Regions from separate parts of the Zea mays genome. Here region 1 is linked to region 2. Evidence: chromatin contacts called from public Hi-C data. All regions are on one chromosome and are shown on one strand. Each heading gives the region's core, a stretch centred on a gene start, on an enhancer-like site or on the middle of the called end of the contact. The rest is flanking DNA. Distances are from core to core; before and after follow the strand shown.

Region 1 (5,123 bases), core at 109-2,608, 290 kb after region 2:
AAGAGACAACTTTTACCGCTAGTGTTATCCTATAAAAGTGATGTACTCCTTTTCGATCACATGGTCGAGGCTAGAAAACCATCTAGTGTTTCTAGTCATGTGGCACGAACATCTAGAATCCATGAGCCATATGTTCTCTAGGCCTTTGTCCTACATAATAGAGGGACATAGGGTGAGCAAATGGCACAACACTAGGGTTAGTAAACTGAGAAGAGTAATAGTGTTGTGGAATTTGCCCCTGAAAAGCGTTATAAAAAAACGTCAAACATCATGAGTCCCATAGGGGGTAGCGATCACCATGAGAAGAAATTCGACCATGGGGTCTTTGGTCAAATGGCACATGACCAACACCACACCGGGCTTGACCACCATATGGTCTTACTACTTAAGGCCTAGCAATCTGAGACAAAGCATCTCTAGACCTAGCAGGACACCTCTTACTATGAGGGACATGTATACCATGAGAGAGGTGATACATGTTCCTGCTGCTCACCTCAGAACCCTGCCACTCATCTCTCTTTCTCCTAAAGCAAAACTCAACCAAGTGACCATCCTTCTTGCAATACTCTAGGAAGGGGATCACTAGAGATGGTAAAGTATCAATTGGGTTCGTAAGATGGTTAAGTTTGAGAATCCACATTTGTTTTTGATGTGGGGATCTTAGAAGTTCTTTAAACACTCCATCTCATATAGTTGGGCTGATAGGTTTGGGTGGAGTGAATTTGATGGGCTAGGTAGTGGTTTTAGGTTTTCTAAGGGCTAGTTTGGGAACCCTATTTTCGCAAGGGATTTCCCTTTTCCAAGGGGAATTAATTCATTTCCCCTTATGAAAATAGGAATCACTTGGAAAAATGGAGTTCCCAAACAATACCTAAAGGTGTCAAACCACTACACTCACCAACCTCGCTATATCACACGTCACTCTCCTTTCAGATAAACGATAGAGCAGTGAAATGATTTCGCGTGCTCTTTTTAGCAGTAGAGATTATATGTAATACTAGCAAAAGTGTCTGTATGTTGCTAGTTTCTGTTTGTGTTTGAGTATATAATATAAAACACAAAGAGACTTATATTATATTCGCAAAGTATGTGTTAATGTGGGTTTGGAGCCAACAACCATGGCACAAATCCTCATTTATGTATATTATGTATAGTTTTAGCTTTTATTTTATGCCCTCGTGAATGCACGAATCTATTTTATGACAAATATATTTTTTTTAACTTATGACACAAAAAATACTTTACAAATGGAAAGATTTTCCTAGCCGTGAAACCTTTGTGTGGGCGTTTTTTGGGGTAAAATTAAACCCTTGTCCATAGAAAACGGTGGCCAAAGGCCAGGAGGGGTTGTGGCAGGCGGATGACCTGATACTCATCTGCGGCACGCATGTCCAGCACGCCGCGGCCAAGACGAGCAGCAAAGCAAACCGTATTTGTCCCGCGGCGGCCTCTTCGTCCCGCAAGGTCGCCCCACCTAGATCCGGCCACGCCGCACGTTCCCCTTTTCCGCCGCAGCGATGGTGTACGTGGATTCCTGGGACGAGTTCGTGGAGCGGTCCGTGCAGCTCTTCCGCGCCGACCCCAACACCGTACGCCGTCGTCGCCCGATCCCCTCTCTTCTCCAAATTCCTTCCTGCTCCATTCCGTGTGTCTGATCCTACCTAACCTGTTTGTGCGCGTGTGTCTGCAGACCCGCTACGTGATGAAGTATCGGCACTGCGAGGGGAAGCTCGTGCTCAAGGTCACTGATGACCGCGAGGTACTACCTTATCCTAAGCTGTATTTACTCAGAGGAGCTGATTGATGATACACTTGTTATTTATAGCTTATAGAATTGGGTGATCGAAGGGTAAGATCACACACCTTGATAAGTGATCCTACCATTGGATCTATGTTGTGTGTTCCGTGAGAGGTTGTCAGATGTGTTATTTTTTAAATGTGATGGTTGGATATATAGGAGCAGGTGCCCTGAAATTCAGTATTCTGAAAATGTATTGGGCAACCAGTGGCACCTGGTTAATCATATGAAAGACAATAGGATCTATCTGATTCTTTAGTATGCCAAATCTGAGAATTGTGCATCATTAGTGAACATTAGTATTGCTGTGTTGCTGTTGGACTTAGATCATAAGTTCTTTTGTTGGATGGATCTGTATGAACTTCAGGTATTCATATATTTTGTTACTGAAATAGTATATGTATATTTTTTTGTGACTCTTTTATATATCAAGTAATGTTTGTGACAATGCATTATGGTTGCACAACTGATTTCTCCCAACAGTTTGAGGTATTTCGTAAGCAAATTGTGCTGAAGGTTAAATAATATATATTGGAGCCATGTAAGTATAGGTTTCATAGCTGAAATTCATCCCTGCACACTGCCTTTATATGATAGATCTTCAGCTATATATAATTGAACAATGGTAGTTACATGAGGGATGTTCACTTTCAGAGTAAATGCTTTATTAGACAGCATTTTATTGGAACATTTTTCAACGAACAGACGTGCTTGTAACCAAACATGAAACATATATGGTATTTGGTAAGCATTTGACCGCTACCGAGGCTTCTCTGGTTCACTTGTTATTTTATATAAATGGCAATGGTGCAGATTTTTACCATAGTCACAAAGTTCTCGGGTCGAGGGACGAGGTTTAATATTTTTAAAGAGTACGGTACGAGGGGTGTATACCTCTTCGGGACGTGAATCTTAATTTGGATACATGAATCTGAGTACGATGGATCAATGTTCCCGGATCGGTTCAACATATTAAGGCTCGCGATCCTTGTGTGTTTGGGTCGATGATCCCGGGACAATTAAAAACAGATTGATACACGATCCAAATGATTTTGGTTCACTACTTAATTTGCTACTAATATAAAATGAAGACATCAAATTTTCCATATGCCGAAAGTCTGAAACTGGATAATTTAGTTTGAGTTACATTAAACATAATTTCATAGTTATATAAAATATGGGAAATGGACTTGGAGTCTTGACTTCTGCACTCTGCTGCAGTCCTATTCATCAACATCGTCTTGCAGATTCTTCCAACGTAGCCTTTCGAGCTTCAATCCTGATTCATCCAAGATAGTGTTATTTGGATCTGCATCCCACCTGTAACTAGGTCCTGCTTTGTAGCACTCTTTTTTTTCTTGAATACGCAGGAGAGCTGCGTATTTTTGTATTAAGAAGAAGAAGAAAGGGGGAGAAAACCCCGGTACATAGTTGTTACATTTGGTCATTTGCCTAACAACACCAGACACACCCCATACAACTAAGACACCTCTTCTAAATAGAAGAAAGAGAGCGCTTTGGCTCCAGCCATACGCCAACCCATTAACTCCTCCCTTGCAGCTGCCAACACCACCGCAGTCCGCAGCGCTAGGGTTACACTTATCAAAAACACACCTATTTCTATGTTTCCACAGAGACCATGCACCCAAAATGACTCGATTGAAGACGAAGGTTGAAATGGATATAGACCAGATTATCTGCATTTTTGGAATTCACTTTGTTCCTGTTCACCTTATGAATATATGAATATGTGCTCCAAACTCTCTCAGCCGAGGAGCTGCTGATTAGCTGAGATAGAACTTTTAAAACCACCTCTGCCAAGTTTGGTGTTTCTGAGCCATAGTTTGACTACCAATCAATTGGTGTCATTGTAGTCGCATGAGTATGAATAGCTGGGAATGAAAACATTCCTTTCTTCATGTGTAATGCAGTAAATTCTTCCTGTAATATTTTGCGTTCAGCATCCCCTTTGATGTTTTGCTAAAAGCTTCCACCACCCCTCTCATGACCTCTTTATCTTGGTTTGGAGCTTTCTGGAACACCTCCTGGGACAGCTGTTTTAAGATATTCAAAATCATAGAATTTTGGGCATCGTGCAAAGGCCAAGTAGTGAAGTGGGATATTCACCGTGTAGCATAATTAGTATCATTATATATAATAAACTGGTTTTAACGAGCCTAATTGCATGGCTATTGGAACGATCCTATATTATGGAGGAAATAAAGCACTTAAATAAGATTTCTGTGTCCATGCATGCCAATCCATTTCCTTTTTAACGTACATTGTTGTCATCTGCAATTTGTGCACATGCAGCAGGAAACATATTTTTATACAATGTACCACATTGCATAAATACCTACACTGTGTAGTATATTAATATAAGTATATATCATAAACTGGTTCCTAACGAGTCTAGTTGGATGGTTGTTGGAGACATTCTATATATTTATGGATGAAATAAAACATTAAAATAATATTTTTTGTTTTCATGCACGTCAATCCATTTTCATCGCACATTGTTGTCATTCTATTTTTTTGCGCATGCGGAGGAAACATATTTTTTTACGCAGCGCACAGGATTGTATAAATACCTACACCGTGTAGCATAATTAGTATCAGAGTATATCATAAACTAGTTCTAACGAGCCTACTTGTATGGCTGTTGGAGAGATCCTATATTTATGGACGAAAAAACATTAAAATAAGGTTGTTTTTATTTTCATGCATGGGGATTCATTTCCTTTCGACGCATATTCTTGTCATCATAAATTTGTGCACATGCAGCAGAAAACAATTTTTTACACAATGTACCACACTGCATAAATATCTACACCGTGCATGCATGCATGCATGTTATTGTGACCATCTGTCACGTGTACAGGTGGGCCCAATCCTCGGGAGACAAGAGAGCTCAGGTGCACAACGAGACAGTAGGTAGGGAACTCTAGCGTCTCGTTATCCGTGTCCCATCCGTGTACAGTGTAGGGGTATTTATAGGTAACTGGGAGGGGCGGTGTGTCCCCAAGTACTGTTGTACCCCTGGTTACCTACTACATTACCGGAATATTCCCCTACACGAGATCATTACAGTGGGGTGAAGTACAATAATTTAGACATACTACCAAATCTACCCCGCAAGGGGGCTTACAAGTAGGCCCTGATGGTGACGGGGCAGATCCTGGGTCCTATCGTAATCTGATGTGGCTTCGCCTCTGTGTAGCAGCCTTGACTCCACGAAGTCAAGTCCTTGACTTCGTCGGGACTTCATTGTCTGGGAAAGAGCCTTTGGGGTGCATGTGAGGCTGCAACGAGCCCCCGACAAAGT
Region 2 (5,533 bases), core at 1,358-3,857:
AGTCTGGAGCTTCGTCGAGGTGTGCTGGTTGTCAATGTTCTGGCTTCAAGGTCCAAATCCGGCAGTTGGGACCTGGAATGATTCAGCAAATGCAACATCCTTGCAATGAGTGCAAGGGTTCTGGAGAGACCATCAGCGATAAAGATAGATGCCCACAATGCAAAGGTGATAAAGTCGTGTCGGAGAAGAAAGTTTTTGAAGTGGTAGTTGAGAAAGGTATGCAGAACGGACATAAGATCACATTCCCTGGCGAAGCTGATGAAGCGGTAATGACTCCTTAGTCCTCAGTTCTAAAGTTATTCCTCTGGCACAAACTAAACTTCTGTTCTAACTAATGTGTGCAACCTTGGGTTCTAACTATCTTGTGCTCATGTGCAGCCTGATACTGCCACTGGAGATATCATCTTTGTTCTCCAGCAAAAGGAGCATCCCAAGTTCAAGAGAAAGGGCGATGACCTCTTCTACGAGCACACACTGACCTTGATTGAATCTCTGTGTAGCTTCCAGTTTGTTCTGACTCACATGGATAACAGGCAAATGCTGATCAAATTGAACCATGGCGAAGTTGTGAAGCCTAGTGGGTGATTCTGACGTATGATTATGATTCTGCCTTCGTGATTTGGCCAATGCTCATTGATTACTTTAAATTTGTGCAGATTCTTTCAAGGCAATCAACGATGAAGGCATGCCCATGTATCAGAGGCCCTTCATAAAGGGCAAGCTGTACATCCACTTCTCAGTGGAGTTCTCGGACTACATCGTTACCTTTTAGTAAAACTAATATGGTATTCTTTTTATTTATTCTTTATATATTGGACGACTATTTATTCTTTATATATTGGACGACCTCAGTGAGTGAGACCCTACAAGATACATGAGCTTCATGTGTTCATCCGTATCTCCTGAAACTTTTCCCTATCCATAGTTCCATGTAGAGGTGGTGGTATGGCGAGCCGCGCCGGCTCGGCTTGGGTATCTGGCGAGCTCGGAAACCGGTTCAGTTTGACGGAGGCTCACGAGTCTACTACATTCAGTATCACAGTACATAGACACGTATATTTTATATAAAAATTATTGTATAGCCTGGTGGGTGATTCTGACGTATGATTATGATTCTGCCTTCGTGATTTGGCCAATGCTCATTGATTACTTTAAATTTGTGCAGATTCTTTCAAGGCAATCAACGATGAAGGCATGCCCATGTATCAGAGGCCCTTCATAAAGGGCAAGCTGTACATCCACTTCTCAGTGGAGTTCTCGGACTCGTTGAGCCCGGAGCAGTGCAAGGCCCTAGAGGTTGTTCTCCCGCCCAAGCCAGTATCACAGTACACTGACATGGAGCTGGACGAGTGTGAGGATACGATGCCCTACGACGTGAACATCGAAGAGGAGATGCGGAGGCGGCAGCAGCAGCACCAGGAGGCCTACGACGAGGACGATAATGTGCCAGGCGGTGGGCAGAGGGTGCAGTGCGCCCAGCAGTAGGCAGCTTGCGACAAATTTGTTGTTTCGCTTTGGGCGACTATTGAGTTTACCCGCTTGTATTGGTCTTATGATACTTCGGTTACAAGAGTGCAGTATTACTAAGGATTAGTTCCTATATAATGGCACATTGACACTAACATTGTTATGCATTTTAATGTACCCGTAGCAACGCACGGGCATAGACCTAGTTATGCTAAGATGAGAATAACAATACAAGTGATCCAATGAACCTTTTATATTTCTTATTTCTTGTATCTTCTATTGCTCTCACTATTTGGGTATTACACAGCTTTGTAACTTTGGGAGTGTTTGAATGCACTAGACTACAAGAGCTAATAGTTAACTACTAAAATTAATTAAAGGTATTCAAACAATCTAGCTAATAATTTAGCTACTAACTACTTTTATAAGATTAACTAATAGTTAGCTAGCTAATTTTACTAGCAGTTTTTTCGCGAGCTAACTATTAGCTTAGTACATTTAAACATTCTTTATTCACTGCTAATCCACTTCTAAGCTAGTTTAATTTGGAAGCCTCAAAAACCGACCGACTCACGTCACCTCGCACCCGTGTGAAAAAAACACCTTTGTGGTATAAGCAGCCTTTAGAAGCACACAAAAGGGAAATGGGGGTGTTTGGAATGGCTTTCAGTTCCAGTTTTAGTGTGGAGCTATAATTTATAATATTAATTTAGATAATTTAAAAATATTTTTAATTAAAAAATAAATAAAATAATTTATCTAAAAGTTTTATAAATTCTCGTGGCTTTAGCTTTACGATTTTCTGGAGCACCTGGGCTCTATATGTGATAACTCTAACTTTAAAAAATTTAGTAAAGTTGGTGGAACAGGTAATTAGGTGCTTCAGGAAATCGTAGAGCTAAAACTGTAAGACTTTAGAAAACATTTAGATAAGTCATTTTATTTATTATTTAGATTAAAAATATTTTTGAACTAATTAAAACTACACCGGGCTGAAATATGGAGCCATCTCAACTTGTTTTACTAGCTCCACCATTTTTTTTGGAGTGGACCCAATTCCAAAGAGGGCCGAATTATCATCCGGTTCGGACCGGTTTTCACGCCTCCGAAGGCCGGGCAGGCAGGCAGCACCCGCGGAGACGCGGAGCCTCCACTCCTCGTATCGCTTCCTCCTCTGGATCTAGCCGACGCCGCCCTCATCCTGTCACCCACCGACGTCGCCGTCGCCGTCGCCACCTATATCACCCACCGCCTCTGAAGAAGAAGACGCGGATCCGAGGGTAGTTAACTGCTGAAGAAGAAGATCCGGTACGGAGAAGACGCGGAGCAGTACTTCTCCGATCTGGTGAGCTTCCACCCATTTTGGATTCTGTCCGTCGCCGGCGCGCGGACCTCCCTCCTCCTCTCTTGGTCCGCCGCCTGTTCATCCCGCCCGCGCCTCCTGGGGCTTCCTATCCACCTCCGCTCGAACGGCCTCCCTCACCTCGCTGCCGGTCGCGGGCAGGCGGCGGCTCCAGGTGCTCATGGCCCGGCCGGAGTCCACATCTTAACGAAGGAAATTCTGGTGTTATTTAAACTCCAAAGGAACAAATCAATGTGCATGTGCTTGGATTTCGGAATCGTCTTTCCAGTTTCTTACAATATAATAGTAGTTGCTGTTCGATAATTCACCAACTGATGTCGATGTCATGTACGGCCGCCCCTACGTCAGGCAACGGCGTACCCGTGACATACGGCGTGCGCGTGAGCGCGCTGAACACGCCCAAGAGGCAACAGCCGCAGGTTCCATTGGATAAGATCGGGAAATCACCACTACGAGCGTCGGCCAGCAGCAGATCAGGGCGCAGGAATAGCTGCAGTTGCTAGTAGCTAGAAAATTGGAGGTTTGTTTAGAAGATAAGCTCACGGCCAGCAACAGATCAGAGCTGGCCGCTGCTAGCAAATAGGGATAAGTTGTTAAGAAGTTGTTTAGGAAGATAAGTATAGAGAAGAAATAGGAGTTGGTTTGGCTGGCCTGGCTATATATAAAGCAGGCGGTTCTTTTAATAAGGCAAGCATGAATTATATCCCAAATCTCTTCTTCTCTGTTAAGCCTACGGTTGAGGGGAATAACCTCACCGGAGAAGACGGCCGACGGCTACGAGCTGCGTAGCCGCGGTCCGGCCACCCAAGGGCTCGACGCCCTTGACAACTTGGTATCGCGATCCCGGCGATCCTCTCCCACTCGCTCCAATCCTTCATCCACAGCCGCTGCAACCCACACCAGCCCTCCACCTTCACCCCAATCTTCCACCGACTCGGCCCTGCAACCAGCCACCATGGCCGAGCCGTCCATGCAGGACGTGATGGAGATGCTTAGGGCCATCACCACCAAGATGTCCACCATGGAGGCTGACATGGCCGCCATGAAGGAAAAGTCGGCGTCGACGTCGGATTACGGCGCCGGGGGACGCGCAGAGATGCCGCGCGATCTGGATCGCCCACCTAAATTTCAGAAGCTGGACTTCCCACGCTACGACGGCAAGTCCGATCCTATGCTCTTCCTCAACAAGTGTGAGTCGTATTTCCGCCAGCAGCGCACCATGGGGGAGGAGCGCGTTTGGATGGCCTCATACAACCTGGAGGACGTCGCGCAGCTGTGGTACATCCAACTCCAGGAGGACGAGGGCACGCCAACCTGGGGACGGTTCAGGGACCTCCTCAACTTACGGTTTGGACCTCCCCTCCGTTCGGCCCCGCTGTTCGAGCTCGCAGAATGCAGGCGCACAGGGACCGTGGAAGAGTATGCAAATAGATTCCAGGCCCTTCTCCCTCGCGCCGGTCGTCTCGACGAACACCAGCGCGTCCAGCTCTTCACCGGCGGCCTGCTGCCACCACTCAGCCATGCCGTTCGCATCCACAACCCGGAGTCGCTCGCATCAGCCATGAGCCTGGCGCGCCAAGTGGAGTTGATGGAGGCCGACCGGCTGGTGCAGCCTGCACCTCGGGCGCCCTCGCGCGGTCTGCTGTCCGCACCGGCGCCACGTCCAGCGCTTCCAGCGCCCCAGCAGCCGCTGGCGCTCCCTGCACCACCGAGGGCCACCCAGCAGGGCCGTGGCGAGGACAATCAACGGCGCCTCACCCCCGACGAGATGGCGGAGCGGCGCCGCATGGGCCTCTGTTTTAACTGCAATGAAAAGTACACGCGTGGCCACAACCGGTTTTGCAGACGCATTTTTTTCATGGAGGGCGTGGAGATTGAAGACACTAACGACGAGCCTCCGGACGCTGACGGTGAGGCCCCCTGTTTCTCCCTGCAGGCCCTGGCCGGGGTGCCTGTGGCTGACACCATGCAGATCGCCGTCGCGCTTGGTGCCGCCTCGCTGGTCGCCCTCCTCGATTCCGGCAGCACCCACAACTTCATATCCGAGGCGGCGGCGCGGCGCACGGGTCTGCCCCTTCACCAGCGGCCACGTCTCACCGCCATGGTCGCCAACGGCGAGCGCGTCACCTGCGCCGGGGTCCTCCGTGACGCCCCCCTCACCATCGACGGTACCCCGTTCCCGGCCGATCTCTACGTCATGCCGCTCGCTGGGTACGATGTCGTCCTCGGCACACGGTGGCTGGGCGCGCTGGGTCCTATTGTGTGGGACCTGGGCAGCCGGCGCATGAAGTTCCAATTCCAGGGGCGCCCGATATGCTGGACCGGCGTCTCGGCTGCCAGTCCCACAGCAATCAGCGCCACGGTGGCGAGCGAGCAGTTCCTCGACGCACTCCTGGACTCCTTCAGTTCCGTCTTCGCCGAGCCGACCGGTCTGCCACCGCAGCGCGCCCACGACCACCGCATCACCCTGACGCCGGGCGCGCAGCCTGTGGCAGTCCGGCCATACCGGTACCCGGCTGCCCACAAAGACGAGCTGGAACGCCAGTGCGCCGCCATGATGGAGCAAGGGATCGTACGACGCAGCGACTCGCCCTTCTCGTCGCCGGTCCTCCTCGTCAAGAAGCCCGACGGGTCCTGGCGCTTTTGCGTTGATTACCGCGCCCTCAACGCGCTCACGGTGAAGGACGCCTTTCCCATTCCCGT

The links. A called contact is a pair of places that touch in the nucleus more often than the background predicts.
Region 1: a contact with region 2 is called in a Hi-C map of leaf, with 5 times the contacts expected there. The contact joins the promoter of LOC100216656 here to the promoter of LOC100381274 in region 2. A contact is called at or near these places in 2 of 25 Hi-C or Micro-C datasets (endosperm and leaf).

Annotation. Positions count from the first base shown.
Region 1 is chr9:33,046,552-33,051,674 of Zm-B73-REFERENCE-NAM-5.0, forward strand. It overlaps LOC100216656 (Signal recognition particle protein), which reads left to right and starts at 1,359. Exons shown (of 4, transcript NM_001143067.1): 1 at 1,359-1,589; 2 at 1,691-1,759. The coding sequence starts at 1,518.
Region 2 is chr9:32,756,355-32,761,887 of Zm-B73-REFERENCE-NAM-5.0, forward strand. It overlaps LOC100381274, which reads left to right and starts at 2,608. Exons shown (of 5, transcript NM_001195849.2): 1 at 2,608-2,812. It overlaps LOC103639869 (dnaJ protein homolog 2), which reads left to right. Exons shown (of 5, transcript XM_008662555.2): 3 at 1-266; 4 at 379-577; 5 at 1,166-1,594. The coding sequence ends at 1,485.